Regions from separate parts of the Sus scrofa genome. Here all the other regions are linked to region 4. The links are chromatin contacts, called in public Hi-C, HiChIP or PLAC-seq and promoter capture Hi-C maps. All regions are on one chromosome and are shown on one strand. The core of a region is the stretch at or near the end of the contact, and the rest is flanking DNA. Distances in the headings are between cores, read along the strand shown.

Region 1 (2,700 bases), core at 171-2,670, 540 kb before region 4:
ATTACTATAAATAAACATGATATTATCCATTAAATAAAATGTTAATAATGGCAGTTACAAAAGTTTTTATAACAAAGTATTTTAAAACTTAGAAATAGAAAGAAAAGTAGTTACCTTCGCACAATAAAGCATCCAAAGTTCGAAGAGTCTCTCTCTGGATGCCATTCTGGCTTTCACTCTGGCACTTTAATTTTTCCTCAAAAAAAAAAATTGTGTTCAAGACCACAGTATGTTCATTTTATTTTCCAAGTTTTTCAGCTGTTACAATAAAACTCAAAGCAGTAGGGAAAACAAAAAGAAGTGAAACAAAGGACGGTCTGCTTTCTGGTTAATAAGATTCAGTTTCAGCAGTTATTCCAACATATATTCATCAGTGGTCTTTGGGCAATTACATAAATCTGTAAAAGAGAAAAAGATGCAAGATTCCCTTTAACAAGAGGCCATATTAACAATTATGGGTTTATAAAAACTAGAGATTTATTTTCTTCACTGCCCACAAACAACTGGCTAAGCTTTCACAACTGATCGGATTTCACAGAAATTGGTATTTCAGAAAAACATCACAGCTAATACAATATTTCACATCAACAGAAAATCAGAATCCTCTTGGGCAGAACTCAAAGATGAGTATTTTTCATAACAAAAAATGTGTCCAATGATAGTAAGCAGCAAAAACGCCGTTCCCACTCATACATTTTCTATAAACATAAGAAAAAGCACACATACTGACATATTTCAAAGACAGAATCCCTTGGAATTCTCTAGGCTGCTTCTTAAAACTTCTTGGGAATGTTTGTCGCTGTGTTGCAGGGCAGGGCGTGGGGAGGAGGGGGAAGAATTTCTGGTTTGTTTGTTGCAACAATCCTCAGGGAGTGAAAGTCGACCTTTCCACCTGGCCTCGCTACCTCTCCATCCAGTTAAGGAGCGCACAAGGAAAACACCGGCGCGGCAAGGAAAACACCTCGGGAAAACCTCCGAGTGTTTTGGGGACCTTTAAATTTCCTCCTCGCATCCCGGGCAACCGAGAAAGGGAGGCAAACTTAATGCGAGCCGAGCCGCCAAGAGAAGCTTTGGCAAAGGGGCAACGCGAGCTTGGCGTTCCGCGACCCACTACCCACGCCCTCTCGACCGCATCCGGGTCGACCTCGCCCCCTCACGGCCGCCCCCCTCTCTACCGCGCCCTCACCCCCAAACACCCTGGGCCCTCCCATTTCTGCCACGCGGCCCCCTCTTCCCTACGACCCGCTCGCCTCACCACGCTCACATTGGGGGGTCGTGTTGCCGCCGCCGCCAGGCCGTCTAATCTGCTTCCCTGCCCCCCCCTTCCCCAGCGAAGCCCCGTGTCACCCCGCAGCTAAGCAGGCGGGCAGGAGAGGGAGGCGGGGCGGCGACCGCACGGGGCGGGGCGGGAGGCTGGGAGGGGGCCAGAGGAGGGGCTTTCCTCTCGGCTAATCATTCTGGCCTCTAAGGATTTACCCGCCCCAGGGCACTAGCTGTTCATTGGTTGCGAAGGCTGGGAAGGGGCGGGATGACCTGAAGCCTCGCCCCAGCATACCTGCGCAGTCGCAGTCGACCCGGCTTCTGAAGACCCGGCGGCCGGTTCCCGGTGGGGCGCTCCTGTCGGCCCCGAGCTGAACGAGACTAAGGACCGACGACGTGCTTACGTCCACCCGTTGCTGCTGCCGGGGATGGGCAGACAGAGCGTTCGGCTCGTGGCGTCATTTCCGGGAATCATTGGAGGGCAGGGAACCCTACGGTGATAACTAAAGAGGATTTCATTTTGATTTCTTTTTGTAAAAAGGGGATTGGTCCTGAGAGTGTACGCTAATGTAAGAACAGACAATTGCTCCCACACGCACCCCAAAATCCTTTATCGTGTTTGTGTCTCATACTTCCGCTGTCGCTGAGTGTCAAGCACAACGGGCTTGTTTCATCACTACTAAAGAATTAAAAGGGCTTTGCTCTTAAAAAAAAAAAAAAAAAAAAAAGATACGAAAGGAAAACAACTGCATTTACTAGCTATAGACCACTTTAGGGGGAAAGGTGCTTAAGGAGTTGGGGAAAGACGCATGAGATTAGTACACCTAAACATTTTTAAAAAACTTTTATTGTGAAAAATGTCAAACAGTATACAAAAGTAAACTAGTATAATGAAATCCCGTATACCATCACTAGTGTCCCATCTTCCTTCCATCAATATCAGTAGCTGGCAAAGTGTACAGAGAAAAAATATTTTAGGTTTTGCAGACCATCCTACTTGAAAACTTAACAAAAATCAAAATAATATGTCATGATATGTGAAAATTAGATGAAATTCAAATTCCATTGTTTTTAAAGTTTGTTGGAAAACAGCCATACTCATTCCTTTACAATTGCTCCCTAAGGTAGCAGAGTTTTGAATAATTTGGGGTAGTTGTTAGCAAACTGTGCCTTTTCAAAATCTCTTGGTTCTCCAGCAGACCTGTGAAATGACATGTGAAAATTTTGGAAGTGGCAGGAGGAGAAGAAATTACCCTTGTTGCCATATTCCCCGTTTTAGTAATTAGCTGCTTCATTCTCCTAGAACCTAACAAGTATCCTCGCTGTCTTTTTTATATATGTCACATTCAGACTAAGCCTTTCAGCTGTATCTTCAAAACACATCTAACTATTTTTCTACACCACTACCACCAGGATGTGAGTTACTACTAAATCTTTTAT
Region 2 (2,700 bases), core at 200-2,699, 570 kb after region 4:
GTAGACCTGACAAAGTAAAGATTGTAAAGTGGGATGAGGAAGATTGGGAAGTCAGAAAGTAAAGGTAGAAAAGTAGGTTGCAAAAGAAAGGAGGATAAAGGAAAAAAAAATTAAAGACAGGATATGCTGGAACTGGCTTACATCTTTAGAGGAAGAGTAACAAGAGACAGTGAGATTGAAAACACACAAAAAGGGATAAGTAATGGAGCATGCCTCTAAGGGGATTGGATGGGATTCATCTTGAGAGACAGAGCACTTACAAGGAGAAAGAGGGAGAAGGAAAGGAAGGCTGGGGTTGCAGGTAGGGTTTGTAACAGTGGCTGGTGGGAGTTAAGGAAATTCATTCCTAGTGGCCTCATTTTCCTCAGAAATGTAGGAGGCAATGTATTTTTATTTCTAAAAATTTTACCAAAGAGGGTGGGTGGGTAGAGTTGGGTAAAAAGTTAGGAGTGTGTGGGTTGGGAATAGCAGGGAATGGGGATAGAAGAAATTCTGAGTAGCAATCTGTTAAGGACAGTTTGGGGCTTAGCAAGACTGCCTGACCACGTTATTTCCAGCACTGGTGCAAGAGTGAACAAGGTTAGCTGAATCGTTGCAGGACAACTGTTTTGCAGGTGATGGAGGGCCAAGGAGGCAACTGAGTTGAGGATGTTGGTGAACCTACTAAACCATGTATGCAGTATGCACAGGAGCTTCAGACCCTGACTGCACATCTGTCACTGATGGTCTGAACACGGGTTTGCAGGCCCAGAGATGGCACACTGCCTAGCAGTAGAGTTTACACCCACTATGGGCCAAGAGTGGCGGCTTCGGAAAATCTTCATGAGGGGACTTCGGGGGTGAGAGTTGAGTCGGGGTAGGGCTATGGCTCCAACAAGCAGACGTCGTGAAACTGTGCTGGGCAAACTGGCTTTACTCGGATTATATATGGAAGAGTCCAGTGGGGATCATAGGAGAAGCTATCTCATACCCTCCTACCACACTCCATCATCTGGGGTCGCAACTAAGTAGCAAAATCAGTGTGGATACTAGCGCTAACGGCGCCGCGTGGCGATGACGTCATTCCCGGGGGAGGAAGTGACTACTTTAGGGTACAGTCCATAGAAGAAGTCTGAAGACATTTTAGCCTTTTCACTGTCAAGAGTAGCGAACTTACCGTTCGGACTCCTGCAGTTTGAGGTGGCAGCAAAATATCTGCAGCTCCCAACCTCTCTCTTCACCATCTGTTACCATGGAAGCGATCGGATAATTAGGTCCCGGCGACGCCATGTTACGTCATTGCTCAAGTGCATCCCAGGCATATATACTCTGCCTGGTCCTAAAGAAAAGGCAGCACTCCTGGGAACGTTGCCCACAGTGCCTAACGCCTCTTGAGTAATTTTGATCCCTACAAGACGCCGTTGCCATCTAACCCCACCCAACTTCGGGGGTGATCCCCCTCCCGTTCTCCACTCCGCAGCCCCGCCCCTGCCCGGAGGCCCCGCCCCCCGTGAATCAGCTGATCTCACGCACCCGCCGGGCTGCCAGGCTCGCGCCGGATGCAGACAGTGGTGCTGCCGGTGGAGCGTCAGGTGAGCGAGCGCGGGTCCCGGGTTGGCCCGTGGTTTCCGATGGCTGACCGGCCGGGGCCTCCAGTGTGCGAGAGGCCGGGTCTGGGAGGAAGGCGGAGGCGCAGGCCGAGGCCCGGGAGGGCGCTGCGGCGACCCACGGAGACGACGCCGGCGTTCTCTCAAGCCGGCGTCTGACCCACTGCGTCTGCCTGTCTGTGAGCACCCGACGGCCCCAGGTTCTCTCACTCGCTCCGGTTCCTCCCTCCCAGGACCGGGCGCCACTTCAGAGATCTCAGCCTGGTGAAATACCTTCACGCCCCCCTTCCCGCCTCCACCCACGCTGCTTTCCACCCATTCATTCAGGAAGATGTATTGAATGCCCACTCTAGGCACCGAGCAGATAAACCGAGGTCCTTGGCCGCGAACCTTGGTGAGAGTCTCAGATGGGTTTGCCCTTGGGTGCAGATCGTGGTGGAGAGTGGATCCAGGGTTTCCATGCTTTGAAAGGGCTGTTGAGGAAAAAGAAAATGAGTTTGATGTTAAGAATTAGTAGTTCAGCAAAGTCTTTTGACGTGTCAGGTGATCCAGCAGAGGGTGGTAAGTTCTTTTGAGAAGTGAAGGTAGGAAAATAATATAGGGGCTATCGTGAGGAACTGGTCCTGAGGCTGGCATAGGTCCTCTGGGTAATAGGGCTATTTTGGAAGCAGACAACTGTAGGTTGGCAGAAGTGGTGGTGTACTGCTTAGAGCTTTGTTGATGGGGGAAAAGGAAAAACACCCAGGCTGAAGTGGCCTATTCAAGTAGAATATTCTCATTCTGGTTGAGAATGGAAAAGGAAGTAACTGTTGAACAAAATGCAGAGCATTAGTCTAGTGCCTTTTGGATTTGTTGGTGGTTGTAAATATTTTTTAAAAGGCTTTGAAGAATAAAATTGTGTGATGTGTGTTTATTCTGAACAGGTACAGAAATTCAGCAAACCTGTTGGTCCAGTATTTTTTCGGTTTATCACAAATATAAATAATTTGAAGTGACCACTTGACCTTTGAGTTAATGAATACTCAAAGAATTTTAAAAAGTGAATTTGCTTTTGCAGTAAATTGCAGTATTTTAATCTTAATAATAGAGGCATGGTGGCGAAGATCCTAGGCTT
Region 3 (2,720 bases), core at 148-2,647, 730 kb before region 4:
AAAACTGCCCATCTTCATCCCTGATTCTTCTGGGTAGTCTCTTCCACTCCAGCCACACCCCTCTCCTTGTGTTCCCGGAACACACCAGACATGTTTCCCCTAAAGATCTGCACTTGCTCTCTTTGCCTGAAATGGCTTCTCAGATACCTGAGTGGCCTGATCCTTCATCTCCTTCAGGTCTCTGCTCAAATTTCTCCTTATCTCTTGACCATCTAAAATTACAATGGCACCTACTTCCAAATTTATTTAGCTCCCTAATACTTAACACTAACAAACTCTATGTTATTTGCTTATATTGTCTGTTTTCCCTTTCTAGAATAGGGTCAAATAGTGTCACTAGAAGAGTGTCAAAAATTCAAGATCTGGAGTTAACTGAATTTTTAACTTTTCAGAAAAAAAAAAAAGATACACTGAAAGTTTCAGATTGTCTAGTTGCAATACTCCAAACTAATCCATTTACCACCTCTGAAAATAATGTGAGGTGTTCTGTCATTGTCAGTGATATATTTGGCTCTGTCCTGCTGCTTTACAACTTCTCCTACAATCACCACCTTGCATTGTAGATGATTTTGTTTTCAGAACCATCTTCCGAGGTTGACAAGAAGGCTAGGAGACCAAGAGATAAAAAACAGATTCAGAGTCAAGTGAAGCTCACAGTTAACTCCCTGCTCAGAGCTATTTCCAGGACCCCCGTAGCCTGTGAGGCCTTGCAAGGAGAAAGACCCGATCTGCACCCTAAAGGAATTTGGATTCCAGGAATGACAAACAGAAAGACACAAGGAAAGAAATACTTGGGGAATCCTCCGGAAAGGAGAAAGGAGTGAAGCAGCCTGGTTTCCTCCCAGGCTCACTAGAAAATGGAATTGGGGTTGGCAGAGTTACCGACCGAAAGCCAGCAGGGCACTTCAGACCTGCCCCCCAAGAATGACGCGGCGATGCTGGGCGCAGAGATCTGAGCCGCCCGCACGCCTGTTTCTGCCTCTGAGGGTGGTCGTACCGCTCGCGCGGGTTGATCCTCAACGCGGGCAGCGCGCGCCTGCGAAGCATCACGTGCTTCGGAAACGGGGCCCGCGCGGGGCCGGTGGTGGACGGAGCGGGAGCGGGAGCGGGAGCGGAAGCCCTCCCTCGGGCCCGCCCCTTGCGGCCCGCTGCGGGCTGAGCGACGTGGATGTGGGAAAGGCAGTGAGGGCCGAGACGGCCGTTACCGGGTAGAGGTAGAGCACCGCTCCCACCAACGCCAGCAGGAAGGTAACCGCGAAGATCGCGAAGTCCAACATGGTTCCTCCGCCCGGGAGCCACGTCTCGGTTTCCCGGCCCGAACAGCAGCGCCTCAGCCTGGCCAGACCCGAGGAATGGGAGGAGGGCCCGCCGGACGTGCGAACGCCAGGGCCGCTGAGGGCGTGGCCCGCAGGGCCTGGCGAGGAGGCCACTGGGCGCCCGGGAGCGGCCCGGGGGCCGGAGCCACGCCCAGGGGCGGAGTTCCAGTGGGCACGACTCCAGGACACGCCCACGACCTCGGGAAGGGGTTGCTTGGGGAAGGGGAACCTCCGCTTCTAGAAAACGTTAGGACTTCTCGTCACCCTTCCACGACCAGCACTTTAAGGTTTAAGAATTTAAGGTTGATTAAAACCACTAAACCCGTCGTTCTCATACTGGGGTCCCTGGACCACCAGTGGCAGCATCACTGGGGAACTTGTAAAAATGCAGATTCTCCATCCCATCACAGACCTAGAGAATCGGACACTGCGGGAGGGAGAGGGGTACAGCAATCTGTGGTTTAATACCGCTATTAAACGCATTGAGAACCACTGACCTAAGCCAAACTGATGGAAACGTCTTAGAGTCAAACACGATTAAGTTAGATATTTTATATTTTATGAAAAGTATTTAGCACAGCTCCTATGTTTACAGAATTGCCAGTTAGATAAACTGTGTAAGACGGTTAAATAGAAAAAAGACATTCAGAGACATTTTCTTCCATGTTATTTGAATGTGTTTTTTCTGGTGGGCGTGTCAAAAAGTTTCACTGTTTTTTTAGATCAAAAAACAAATGACGGGAGTTCCCGTCGTGGCTCAATGGTTAACGAATCCGACTAGGAACCATGAGGTTGCAGGTTCGATCCCTGGCCTTGCTCAGTGGGTTAAGGATCTGGCATTGCCATGAGCTGTGGTGTAGGCTGCAGACTCGGCTCGGATCCCCGCGTTGCTGTGGCTCTGGCGTAGGCTGGCAGCTACAGCTCCGATTAGACCCCTAGCCTGGGAACCTCCATATGTCGCGGGTATGGCCCAAGAAATGGCAAAAAGACAAAAAAAAAAAAAAAAAATGACGAATAGTGCAATATCTTTTGCAAACAACAGCAAAAATCCTAGGCTATTTTCTAGAGCATAAAAATATCCTAGGATCCCTCTTCTGTCTCAAGGGACTCCAAGTTTTGACATGGATAACATAACTCAAGGCCTGCTACTTACTGGTGTCCACTTAGTGGAAATGTCCTAAAAGTATTAATAGATTTTATAGATTTAATTTAGATTATAGATTTTATAGATTTAAAGTCACACGGAGGCAGCAGTTCAGCAAGAGAAATCATTACAGATTTCATTTTGCAGTTTTGTGTGTGTTTGTGTGTGTCATTTTTTACTGCTCCCCTGGCACATAGAAGTTTCTGGACCATGGATGGAATCATTGCCACAGCAGTGACAATGCCAGATCCTTAACCCAC
Region 4 (2,753 bases), core at 208-2,707:
ACTAGAGAATTTAAATAACTAACGCAAAATAATCTAGAGAAAAATCATTCTTTTTTACCCCAAAAGGAATTGTGGCAGTTAAAAATATTAAAACATCAGCATCAAAATACATTCAATTCAGAAGTTCTAATTATTTTAACACAACTATAACAAACATAATAGCCACTAATCAACAATATTAAAAACACAAAAGGAGTGTTCAATTTATCTTTCAGTGTTTTCCCAATGCAGACTTTTTAAATGGAAATAAGCAAGCAATCTCCACATCTAACATAGCAGTGAGAAATTAATGTGAAAATTACACTTAAGAAAAAGTAATTGGAAAGGTGTTATGTTGTCCCTCATCCATTTTTTTCTTCATTCATTTTAAAATATATAATCTATTTGGCCATACTAAACCAAATTTAAAAATTATATGTATCACTCCCCAAAATTTCTGAAAGCAAATCACCAAAAGACTGCTTGAAAAATTAACTGCAAACGTAACATGAGATTTGCACTAAGGCGTTTGAGAATTAAAGACAAAATATCCTAAGGAAAGGATGACTACCATTTCCCTTTAAGCTTCAGCAAAATGTCAAAAGAACTTTCTTTCAGGACTCAGATCTCCTAGAAGTCTGACGTGAGGTCAATGACAGGAAAACCAACAGATGCCAGATGACTAAAAGAAAAGTTACTGAAAATACTTCTAAACCCAACAGTAATTCTAAAAGCAGATAAAATACAAGAGTCCAAGATTGAAAAGATGAAAACATAATTACTTATACCCTTCAAAATAAAATAATACCAATGATAATAACAACTAACAGTACTGTACAATGTATTAAGAATTTCACAGTTCTGGGTTCCTCAACATTTATTCAATTTATTCGGGAACGTTTTGGAATAATGAAAGTAACATGGATTCCCAGAGAGCGATCTAAATCTAAAAATAAGGTTCAAGTGTATGCTCCATAGTTTAATGTTTTTACTGTAAGCCAAATCCTCTTCTTTATATTAAAAAAAAAAAAACCCTACAGTTCTGTTTCCAAAGATCTCATAATAGACACTGTCCACTGGTGATTAAAATATTATTTTTAATCCTGGCATTACCTCACAGCTAAAAATGTCAAGATACCACACCCAATGTGTCTTTTTTCCCCCCCGCGGGTGGGAGGTGTGGGGGTGGGGAATACGAGGAGTGGGGATTCGAAACTACACGACAACATGGAAGGGTAGTTCCCTGGAAGGACTGGAAAGGCGCGCAGGTACCAGGCGATCGGGGGAAGCGTGGCGAAGGGCCGGTGCAGGCCTCGGCCTCTGCAGGCTCCCTCCCTCGCCACCCGCAGGGGAAGTGGCCGGGTCGTGCCACCCGGGGCTACTCACCGGCCGCAGCGCTGACCAGCAGGACGGTCCACAGCAGCGAGGGCACCCGCCGGGGCCACCGCAGCGACGAAGTCATCCCTGGGCCAGTCGAGAAGCAGAAGAGCAGAGAAAATAAATATGGAAAGTGAACACGGGCGGAGAAAGACGGCCGAGAAGCTAGTCCTCGCTCTCGTCGGACTTATCCAGCCCGAAAAACAATGCAGTTTGAAAGGACAAATGGCAGATGAGAGGACCGAGCTGCAGAGCTTTCATTCCGCAGCAGAAATTCCCTTCATTTCTCTCCCTCGCGGCTCGGGGAGTTCGCTCGCCTAGGAGGGGGTGCCTCGGCCCCCCAAACTGAAGGCATGTCCGTGGGGAGAAGCAGGGAGACAAGAAGAAAGCCCCGCAGTTATTTCCCTCGTAGTTTCACGATATCAAAAAAATATCCAGGTCTGGGAGAAAACATATCCAGAGTGGCGAGGGGTGGGGAGCCGGGATTCGATGGGGACGCCAAGGATCAGAACAAGTTCCCGACTGCCGGGAAGGGCAAAGCCGGGCGGGCGGCGGCGCCCGATAGCCGGAGGCGCATCGCCCGTGGCTCCGGGAGGGCAAGATTCCTTTTAAGTTTCGCTTCGGTGCTTCCTTTACTCCGATTTCGAGCACAGCAAATCCTCTTCCTCGACTGGATCGAAAAAGGTGCCTGCCTCCATGGACAAACCCACCGCCTTCACGTCTTCGCGGAACAATCCTGCGAGGGTCTGGCAGGTCCCAGCCGGAGGGCTGAGGGGCGGTGGGAAGCGGGGGAGGGGAGGGGTCTGCAGGCCGGGCCCCGAGCTCCCCAAGACAGCGGGCGGAGGGGAGGTGCGGGGAGGCTGCCCTTTCTAGCCCTCTCCGGTGTACTTCTTCCTCTCTTTTTTACTGCTGCCGCTCCATCTTGCCTGGGGTAAATTCTGCCGTGAAAGCCTCGTCTTCTATGGCTCCCGTGAGCGAATCACAACCCTCCGGAGGAAGCCGCCGCCGCCGCCGCCGCCGCCGCCTCGTTTTCCCGCAGCTCTAGGCTCCGGGCGGAGCTCAGGCGTCGCGGGCCGAGGGCGGGGGGCGGCGGGAGGGCGGATGTAGGTGGCTGGAAAGGGGGGTGGGCAGCAAGGCGGCGAGACACCCCGCGCCCCTCCGGGAAGCACTTCCAGTGGCTCCGAGCAGACCAGACACAAAGGGGGGAGTCGCCGCAGCTGCCAGTCTGCGGCGCTCCCGGTCACCGGAGTCGCCCCGCCTCCGCCTCCTCCGCCTCCGCCTCCTCCTCAGTCTCCGGCTCTTCCCGGCCCTGTCTGTCTCGGGCCTGTGGTGCAGCGCGGGCGGCGGCGGCAGCAGCGGCGGCGGCTGCGGCGGCGGCGAGACGAGGCCCGCACTGC

What was found. Promoter capture Hi-C pulls out the DNA fragments that hold promoters and counts their contacts. A called contact is a pair of places that touch in the nucleus more often than the background predicts. HiChIP or PLAC-seq counts read pairs in DNA pulled down with a chosen protein or histone mark.
Region 1: an H3K27ac HiChIP or PLAC-seq map of alveolar macrophages shows a contact between it and region 4. The contact joins the promoter of NBEAL1 here to the promoter of BMPR2 in region 4. A contact is called at or near these places in 1 of 5 promoter capture datasets (liver) and 2 of 2 datasets of contacts at active chromatin or transcription factors (alveolar macrophages and skeletal muscle).
Region 2: a Hi-C map of skeletal muscle shows a contact between it and region 4, with 2.8 times the contacts expected there. The contact joins the promoter of CDK15 here to the promoter of BMPR2 in region 4. A contact is called at or near these places in 3 of 47 Hi-C or Micro-C datasets (embryonic fibroblasts, heart right ventricle and skeletal muscle).
Region 3: a promoter capture Hi-C map of liver shows a contact between it and region 4, with 5 times the contacts expected there. The contact joins the promoter of CYP20A1 here to the promoter of BMPR2 in region 4. A contact is called at or near these places in 2 of 5 promoter capture datasets (fetal liver and liver) and 1 of 47 Hi-C or Micro-C datasets (heart right ventricle).

The regions. Positions count from the first base shown.
Region 1 is chr15:106,515,002-106,517,701 of Sscrofa11.1, reverse strand. NBEAL1 (neurobeachin-like protein 1) reads right to left here and starts at 1,420. Exons shown (of 55, transcript XM_021075109.1): 1 at 1,265-1,420; 2 at 115-398. The coding sequence starts at 165.
Region 2 is chr15:105,399,919-105,402,618 of Sscrofa11.1, reverse strand. It overlaps CDK15 (cyclin-dependent kinase 15), which reads right to left and starts at 1,449. Exons shown (of 14, transcript XM_021076193.1): 1 at 1,157-1,449. ALS2 (alsin) reads left to right here and starts at 1,467. Exons shown (of 34, transcript XM_021076185.1): 1 at 1,467-1,571.
Region 3 is chr15:106,695,399-106,698,118 of Sscrofa11.1, reverse strand. It overlaps CYP20A1 (cytochrome P450, family 20, subfamily A, polypeptide 1), which reads right to left and starts at 1,397. Exons shown (of 13, transcript NM_001315809.1): 1 at 1,206-1,397. The coding sequence starts at 1,277.
Region 4 is chr15:105,970,281-105,973,033 of Sscrofa11.1, reverse strand. BMPR2 (bone morphogenetic protein receptor type 2) reads right to left here and starts at 1,457. Exons shown (of 13, transcript NM_001204900.1): 1 at 1,366-1,457. The coding sequence starts at 1,441.